Regions from separate parts of the Arachis hypogaea genome. Here region 1 is linked to region 2. Evidence: chromatin contacts called from public Hi-C data. All regions are on one chromosome and are shown on one strand. The core of a region is the stretch at or near the end of the contact, and the rest is flanking DNA. Distances in the headings are between cores, read along the strand shown.

The links. A called contact is a pair of places that touch in the nucleus more often than the background predicts.
Region 1: a contact with region 2 is called in a Hi-C map of leaf, with 2.3 times the contacts expected there. The contact joins the promoter of LOC112776123 here to the promoter of LOC140182320 in region 2. A contact is called at or near these places in 2 of 8 Hi-C or Micro-C datasets (leaf and an unstated tissue).

The regions. Positions count from the first base shown.
Region 1 is chr19:115,821,819-115,826,760 of arahy.Tifrunner.gnm2.J5K5, reverse strand. It overlaps LOC112776123, which reads right to left and starts at 1,638. Exons shown (of 13, transcript XM_072226910.1): 1 at 1,445-1,638; 2 at 853-946; 3 at 481-766; 4 at 1-70.
Region 2 is chr19:115,349,813-115,355,050 of arahy.Tifrunner.gnm2.J5K5, reverse strand. LOC140182320 reads left to right here and starts at 1,678. Exons shown (of 1, transcript XM_072228482.1): 1 at 1,678-4,296. The coding sequence starts at 1,678. The coding sequence ends at 4,296.

The DNA.
Region 1 (4,942 bases), core at 389-2,888, 470 kb before region 2:
AGTACCTGGTCTTGGCTCAATCTGGCTCCATTTGCTGAGGATATAGACGAAAAAGGATAACCACTCTAGCCTTAAATATTTGCAAACTCGGTTTATCAAACAGATAAGATAGTTTAGTATATTTTCATAGGAATGAAATCTTAATATATATTCTCCTTACAAAAATATACTGAACTAAAAAAACTAATTAACAAATTTGGAAGTGGCAGGGAATATAATATTTCACATATGTAGATATATTAAGATGTTAATTAATATTATTAAATCATCTCCTTTTTTAAGTGTTATTTCATTTTAACATCAAAATTAAATATAAAAGTAAAAATGCTTGTTCATTGGAGCCTCTGATAAAATCTAGGTGTAAGTATGCGGAAAATAAGGCAATGTAGTTCACAAATGTCTATAACCAGCATTAAAAAGACACTCATGGGGGAAAATGGGAAGTAATGGAAGCAAAATTGGACAGATTCGGAAACTCACGAGGTGGTCTCCTGTCCGCCTCCTTGAAAACTGGTGTCGTAAAAGATTCTGGCAGGCTTTCCTGCTAGTGCCTGTGTACGCCATAGGCCTCCGATTGCATCCAAAAATGCCTTAAATTGAGCAACCATGAGTCCAAATCTCGTTGGAATCCAAGCAATAAACCATCAACCTCAGGTAGCTCATTGGGTGTAATAATCAGCACATCACTCTTTGGAGGTGCTCCCATCTTCCCAAGTACCTCTTCAGGTAGTGTTTCAGGTACATGCATGTGTTAACAATATTATAACTGCAACATGCAAATTCCTAAAAAATTCTCAGAACAATGAGTTCTAAAAAAAAGATTTATAACAAGATAGATTTTTCAATACAAACCTGCTAGAGTTTTGCTTCTACTCCTTACACGGAAGCAGCCCCCTGTTTAATCTCTTCAGCTAACTTCTCAATATGGCCGTACATGGAATAGTAACTAAACATGTCATACAATTTTAATCAGATTCATGCCAGTACCAGATCATAATACTACACATATACTATGAATCACTTCCAATCACTATTAGATTAGGTATTGCACCTACGTAGTTTGTATTGTAAATATATCCCCTAAGTCAACATTTACTTATTCAGGATTATACTAATGCCAACCACTAAAGCATGAACAGAGGGTTATGGTGGCACAAAATATCTACAACATAAGAAAGAGTAGAGATTAATGCACACCAACAAAGTGACAAATAGGGTGGGTTTAAGATCACAACCACGGAAAGGGACAAAAAAATAATACAAATAAATAATATCAACAAAATAAAGCATTGCAATCTAGAAGTGCTTTCGAGGATATAAGAATATAGCATTGCATTCTTCGTGAATTTCTTAAAAAAAAGAGCATTGGTAACTCATGTTCACAAATAAATGTGCTTTATAGTTAATGAAAACCAAGAAAGTTTAGCACTAACAAAAAAAGTACCATTAATTTGGTAGAAGGCACTGTATCATGTGAAAAATGAACTTCAAGTAGGTTGCCATCTTATTAGAAATGAATACCTCAATTACCATCTAGGATCACAGTTAATTATAGTATCAAAACACAAATATAAAATTTTCTCATGCTCTCATGCAAAGTTCGACAGTAAAATATGAAAAAAAAAAGAAAGTGGAAACAACTTTGCAATTATAAGGGAAAAAACATTTTATAGTTACACGACAAACCTCATAGCATCTTCAAACAAGAAAACGACGACAATAGGAGATAGTTTGCAGCTACTAACTTGTCTTGTGATGCATTTGAAACTATTGACTTGTCTCGGGAGGAAGCTGCAGAAAAGTCAATAATTTTTGTGTTGTTTACCAACAACTAGTTTGAGAATTCCCCTATCAATTTCCATCCAATAATATCAACAATGATTAATTTAGTTTGTATAACTATTAAAGAAAAATAACTGAATAGTAAGACAATAATAAATTAACAATAACACTAGCTAAGATAGTTTTATTTACAAGTCATCCCAATAAAAGTAACTTGATGCACAAGATAGAAGAGATAATAGTTGCATGCTTATTGAAGATTCAGTTTATTATTATAAGGTCCTAATAATATTACTGCACATGCCCATACTCTAAGTGGCCCCTTGTGTAGGCTTTTTGCTAGTGGCTTGATAGTTTTTCATCTTTTATATATACGTATTAATAATATGCACCTTTTGCATGTCATTAATCAAAATATCTACGAGTAGTTAAAATATATAGGACTATAAAATTGTTGTGTATGTCCATGAATTCTAAGAGTTTTATTTGTATAACAAACTTCACACATAATCAAAATATAAAAGTATACGAATTAAATTTTTTTAAATTTTAGATAATGAATGTTAAAATTAATTATTAGTAAAAAACTAAACTCTTTCGTACGAAAATAATAATTTAAAAGCTTATTATTTGATATTTTTTATCTATACGGAGACCTTAGTCTTAGCTGATAGAGATCTTTGTCTTGTATGATCTTTTTATAAAATTAATTTGATTCTATAAATCTTTTCAACCATGATCTATATGTTGAGTTAAAAATACAATTAATTTAATAATGATGACAAATATTGATTTATTGGGTTAAATATCCAATTGGATTCAATTATTTCATTTAGTGATGCAAGTCCAAAATAATTGTGCAGCAGTCCAAGCCAATGAAGCAAAGAAAAGCTTTGTTTAGATGGAAATCTATGTTGTTTCAGATATAGTAACATGAAAAAAGAGAAGCTCACTAATTGTCCAAATCCATAAAACAAGTGGCTGGTTTTATGAGAAATTAAGGACAGCTTCAGGTCACAAACTGATAAATCAAGTCCATGATTCATAACAAGCCCAAGAAGAGTTCTAAGTCCATTCAATCAATTTAAATTGGTAGCTAACTAAAGCAATGCAACTCTATTTGTATCTGAACTAATCCTAAACCAACTCTCTGTTCTCTTTCTTCTTTTCTCTCACCTACGCATGATAAGATGGCTATGCTGGGGTTCACATTAAAGAAGAAGAAATCAGATCTAAGGCATTATCAGAAAATCTTTCCATTTATGGTACCCCAAAGTAGCTTGCTGAAGCTCCCTTCTCTCTCATACCCATTTCTAGAAAAAATAAAGAAAATAGAGGTTATGAAATTCTACTATGGATCAACGGTCAAGAAAGGGACTTGAAGCCAAAGCAAGAATAAATGGTTCAGATCTTTGAAGATATTGAAAAAAGGATTAAAGAGAAGATGGAAAGTATGAATGCATGAAATCTAAAACCTCTGCGACAGCCCCATCTCTCTTCTGCATCGTTGCTGCTCTGATTTTATGAGAAGATGTCAACTGTGTGAAGCAAGGTGTGGTAACTGAAATCATACAAAAAAGAAAAGAAATTTTCAGAATGAAGCCAAGGAGAGAGAACCAGAATCTGAGTTTCATAGAGAGCTTCCCAGTGAGAGTTCAACGCTTTGGACTATGTTTCTATATCAAAGAAACATACCGCCAAAATGAAGAACAATCATAGAGAGTTTTGAAGTTGGTTCATCTAATAGCTTCAAAGCTGTGAATCATCATCTCCTTCATGGTTTATTATTCTATTATTCTATTTTAATGTTTATCTTTCTCTATTTTTCTATTGAGCAGAAAAAGGCATAAATGTGAGGCATTTGAAAAAGCCAAATAGAGAGAAAAGGTAAAGAGAAGAACTTGGAGAAAAAAGCCAAAATTGATTTCAGATTTCTATTTGTTTGTATTTCTATTATGCATCTTGTATCTGATGTATCCCTTACTAAGTTGGGTAAGCACTTGTGTAGTGAAAGTCTAGGATGTTGCCTAGCCAAATCAAGCTTATGTTGAAGTTTGGTTTGTTCCAAATAAGATTATGTTGAGTCCTAGGGAATTGGTGTTTGTAATACTTGAAAGTATAGTGAAAATTTCACCAACGTTGTGGTGGAGACTGGATGTAGGTTGTATTGCACAAATCAACTGAACTAGAATATATGCTGGTGCCATTTTCTTTTTTTTTTGCACTATTTTGTCTCTCTGCGATTTATGAGATAAAACTACATTGTTTCCTGCATAATCTATTACACAGACGAACAGAAACAAAGTTTCAGTTCCTGATTTTAAGAGTTAATCAATCAATTTAAAAGAAGATCATAGATTCAACCCCTTCTCTAAACCATCAAGAATTTTCACTATAATATCAGAACAAAATCGAATAGTTTCAAAAAGTTTATATTTTCGTAAACACTAATAATAATACAATTAAGAAACCAATAATAAAATGAACGCTACAAGATTTTATCCATCCAGAAAGTATATCAATTGCGAAGTCGTCCTCGCTGTGAGGAGTTATTAGTCGATCGCTAAACGTACAATCTTAGACTTTATCCATACATTATTGTTAGGTAGGAAAATATCGCTCCCGAAACAGATAAACCTAATAAATTGTTTGTAGGATTTATAGGATTTAGTAATGCATTTGCAAGGGACACTAAAAACAAACTTTAGTGATGTACTAGTATTTGTATCCGTAATTATATTACGGGAATATAAATATTTTAGAATTATATCGATTTTATCCTGACATTATAGATTATGGTACAAAAGATTTATAAAATCAAACTATTTTTACAAAAAGATCGTAAGGGACCAAAGTTCTCATCGATTAAGAAGACTAGGGTTTCTGTAGATAAAAAATCAAATAATAAGATTTTTAGTTATTATTTTTATGTGAAAGAGTTTAATTTATTACTAATAATTAATTTTAATATTCGTTATCTAAAATTTGGAATGATTTAACTTGTATATTTTTTATTAGTTGTTAAGTTTGTTGCACAAATAAAAATAATTAATTTTGATGTTTGCTATTTAAAAATAATATTTTTTTCTATGTATATAAAATATAATTAGATATTAGCATAAAAAAATTATATTGATAGTTATAAAATTAACTCAAAATC
Region 2 (5,238 bases), core at 429-2,928:
CACCCTTAAATGTTGAAGCTTTTTTTTTTTTTTTGTCATAAAAGGTTGAAGTCAATTTTAAAAATTTTGAAAAATATTGGATAGACTAAAAATATTACTTACCAAACAGAAAAAAAAAAAGGTATTCAACTTAGCATCTATGGGTTGAAGCAAATATGGGTTAATTATGTTAGCAGTTATCTGGGCTATTTAGTGGGCTGACATCAATAAATTCCTTCCCGTTTTTCCATTACAGAATGTTTCCGTTGGTTTAAACATTGGACCCAATAAAAAGATTAGATAACAATTCTCTCTCTTCCCCAAACCCAAAAATGTGCCGATTATTCATACAAACACACGCACACACACAAAAAAAAAAATGTTTCTATATTTTCATTTTCAAAATATTCAAACTAACCACAAATGGGATGGATGAAATACCTTAACATAAGTAATAAACTCAAACTAACCACACACAAAAAATGTTTCTATATTTAATATTTTGTTTATATTATTTTATTTATTTTATTTATAGTATAAACAAAATATATGTATATATATCTTATTTTTAATATAAATGGAATAAATAATATTACATTAATTAATAAATATTTTTATAATAATATATTTTGATAAATAAAATATTTAATTTATTTATTTAAAAAAATTTTCAAAATTTTTATTATATTACTTTAATTTAATCTTTCTTTTCTCTTTTTCATTTAAAAAAAATAGCCTCCAATAATCTTTAACAATTGGTACATAAGGACAACATGTTATATTAATTTTTTGGTAAACACCATAGAATCTTCTTTTAATTTATACTTTTAAATATTATTAATTAATTACCCACTAAAATATTAAATTGGGTTGCCCTGTAACATTATCCATTAACAAATTTTATTGTATTGGACTTTATTTCGAGTTCTTTAACAAAATAAATAGTATACATTAGTGACACCCAATACGCAAGATATGTTAAAACTTTTTGCCGTACAGAATTTGTTAGTTTTCTCCCTAATTAGGCTGTAATTGCAGAATATAGACATGGTGATATTTAGGAAAGTACATTGTATAAATTGTAAGCCTAGTGTGTACCTCGTCTATAATTAAGTAGACCATTGAATTAAATTGTATGTTGCCCGTGTCAAGAAATAGTAAATCTGATCTTATTCACATAAATGCTTCTATTTAATAAGAGAAAATGATGATAAACCTTCCATCTTAATAGCAAGGTTTGGAAGTGATATTACCGTTATACGTCGGTTACGAGTTATAGTTCGGCAGTCCCCTTTTTAATTGGTACGTTACTTCTGCGCATTTACCCCGCCGACTTTATGGCAATAAAGTTCTTGGTCGGTTACATACAACACGATTAATTCATACCTAAACGATTAGTATCATCTTTTAATTATAAAAACGAATAATCGGAGTTCGCCGAGGTATGTTGGTTCAAAAACAAAGAGACTTTTCCTAAATTATTCTCTTAAACTAACTTGAGCGTCGGAGTGCTTTTTGCAGGTGCTCCCCTCATTGTCTTCACTTGGCGGCCGAGCTTCATTGTGACGTACTAGGAGATCGGCTGATAGCTTCCAAGAAACGAGTTATAGTTCGGCCATATCCAGGCAAGAACATTTGGCGCCCACCGTGGAGCCGAGAAGTTAAAGATCTTTCTTTGCTTATTTCTCACAGGCTCCAATGGCTGATGCACCACCACCCACCCCTTCCGAGCTCCTTCGGATGGTTACCGAGCTTCAACAAGCTAACCAACAAATGGCCGAGGCAAATCAACGTATGATGGAGGAAAATCAAAGGATGCAACAACAAATTGAGCAATTAGTCAATGCTCGTATCGAGCATAATAACGACCACCATGGACGACGAGACAATGATGAGCGACAATCTACACCAACGCATGTCTCGGAAACACCCCAAGATGATGAAGGTGGTGGCCCTCGTAATGATGAAGCTCCTCCTGAAGACGAGGATAATGAACCCGACAACTCTGTGGGACCATTCACAGCTGACATAATGAATTTTCAGCTTCCTAGGCAATTTACCTTGCCTACGACGTTAACCCTCTATGATGGCCTGGGAGATCTGAAGCAACACGTCAAAAAATTTCGATCTATTATGATCGTTAACGGTGCATCCGACCCTATTTTATGCCGATGTTTTCCGTCTTTTCTAGATGGTCCTGCACTTGACTGGTTTTGCTCTTTGCCTGTGGATTCTATCTCACGTTTCCAGGAGCTGGCGAAGCAATTCGAGGATCACTTTGCAGCATCGGCGATATATCTACACGGCTCCGACTATTTAACAACTGTTAAGCAAGGCCCTCAGGAAAGCCTGAAAGACTACATCACCCACTTCACGAAGATAGCGATGAAAATTCCGAACCTTCATCCCGAGGTCCATTTACATGCAATCAAAAGCGGCTTACGCCCAGAGAAGTTCCAGGAGACCATCGCTGTATCCAAGCCAAAGACACTAGCCGAATTTCGTGAGAAAGCTAAGGGGCAAATAGATATTGAAGAACTTCGTCAAGCCAGGAAAGCTGAAAAGTTGGCAAATACAAAGGATGACGATAAACCTCGGGATAGCAAGAAAAGTTTTAAGCCTACCCCACGATATGACTCGTATACGCAGTTTAACGCCAAAAGAGATGACATTATCAAGGAAATCCTGAACTCCAAGTTGATCAAACCCCCTCGAAAGGCCGGCAGCTACCCAGAACCCAAGAATATTGACAAATCCAAGTATTGCACATTTCATCAGAAGTATGGTCATACAACCGATGAATGTGTTATCGCAAAGGACCTCCTTGAACGCCTAGCAAGACAAGGACATCTTGACAAATATATTGCAGGGCATATGCAGAAAAGGACTATTCCTACAACGGACCCATCTCCCATGGGGTCCTCATCCAGGGACAAAGAAAAATCCCCCGCTGAGCCACGGGGTATCATCAATTGCATCTCTGGAGGATATGCCGGAGGTGGGCCCACAAGTTCGGCCAGAAAATGCACGTACAGGGCCATGTTGACCGTTGGGGATACCACCAACAATGCTCAGCCCGTACAAGACATCCCAGAGATGACCTTCTGTCCAGCCGACTATAATTGCATTGACACAAACTTGGATGACCCTGTTGTCATCTCTATCCAATTAGGAGACTTAATAGTCCGGAAAGTACTGCTGGACCCAGGCAGCAGCGCCGACGTATTATTTTTTGCTACATTTGAGAAAATGAAATTAAGTACTAACATTTTGCAGCCATCTGTAGGGGATCTGGTCGAATTTTTAGGAGAACGGGTTCCAGTCATGGGTTCAGTGTGGTTACAAACCACACTCGGTGAGCAACCACTTTCCAAAACTCAAGATATTCAATATCTCGTGGTCGACTGTTTTAGCCCTTATAACCTTATTCTCGGGCGACCTTTTTTAAATCGATTTGCTGCAATTGTTTCTACAGTCCACCTTTGTGTAAAGTTTCCTGTGCAGAATAATGTTGTTGCTACGATACACGGCGACTTACAGGAAGCTTGGTACTGCTATAACACAAGCCTCAAGCCTATCAAGAGAAGCAATGATCGGCGGGTTAACTCCATAAGCGCCGAGCAGCCAATATTAGCCGAACTAGATCCCAGAGTCGACTTCCAAGATCGTCCTACAGCAAACGACGACCTAACAAAGCTTTTTCTGACGGACGACCCTATGAAATTCACTTTCGTGGGAACTTCCGTCGAAAGCAAAGAGAAGGATAAGCTCATCCGTTTCCTGCGCGAGAACGTCGATTTATTTGCTTGGACATCAGGGGACATGCCAGGCATAGATCCATCTGTTATTACTCACAAATTGGCCATAAACCCGGCGGCCCGACCAGTATCCCAGAAGAAACGGAATCTCGGAACCGAGAAAAGGCTGGCATCCATGGCCGAAGCCAAAAAGCTCATTAATGCAAACTTTATCCGGAAAATCAGGTTTACGACTTGGTTAGCCAATGTCGTCATGGTAAGGAAAAGCAACGGTAAATGGCGGATGTGCGTTGACTTTACCGATCTTAATAAAGCATGTCCTAAAGACGCATATCCTTTACCTTCTATTGACACTTTAGTAGATAACTCTTGTGGTTATGGTACCTTGAGTTTCATGGATGCTTACTCTAGTTACAACCAGATTTTCATGCATCCATCAGACCAAGAGAAAACAGCTTTTATAACTGAGTATGGTAATTATTGTTATAATGTCATGCCTTTCAGCTTAAAGAACGCAGGTGCAACTTACCAGAGGCTGATGAACAGGGTCTTTGACTAGTAGATAGGCCGAAATATTGAAGTATATGTTGATGATATGGTCGCCAAGACAAAGGTCGGCCATTCCCATGTTGACGACCTTGTTGAAATCTTTGGCCAAATTCGAGCTTATAATATGAGGCTTAATCCGGAGAAGTGCGCTTTCGGTGTGCGAGGCGGCAAGTTCCTTGGCTTTATCCTCACTAGCCGAGGAATTGAAGCGAATCCGGACAAATGTCAAGCAATTCTTGATATGACTAGTCCCACAAACATTAAAGAAGTGCAGCAATTAACAGGGCGTTTGGCGGCATTATCCAGATTTCTACCATGTTTAGCATCTAAATCCCTAGCTTTTTTTAAATGTTTACGAAAAAATACCACTTTTCGATGGGATGAAAATTGTGAGACCGCCTTTCAAAGTTTAAAGCAATTTCTTTCTGAGCCCCCTGTTTTACAGAAGCCTAAGCTCAGAGAACCGTTATACTTGTATTTATCAATCACTGACATGGCAATTAGCTCTGTCCTTGTTGCAGAAAATGAGAAGGCACAACAGCCAGTTTATTTCGTGAGAAAGTCACTGCAGAACGCCGAGCTTTGCTATCCGAGGTTAGAAAAACTCGCCTACGCACTAGTCTTCTCGGCACGGCGTCTTCGTCCCTATTTTCAAAGTCACACAATAAATGTCAGAACTTCTCAACCACTGCGTCAGATACTAGCCAAGCTCGAGCTAGCAGGAAGATTAATCAAATGGTCTATTGAACTATCCGATTTTGATATTCAATATCAACCAAGGGGCTCTGTCAAGTCACAATACCTCGCTGATTTCATCACCGAATTTACGGGACCAAGCTCGGATGCTGACATTGCACACTGGAGGCTATTTGTTGATGGAGCCTCAAACCCCCAAGGATCTGGAGCAGGGATACTTCTGGAAAATCCTGAGGGGGTTGTCATTGAGCATTCT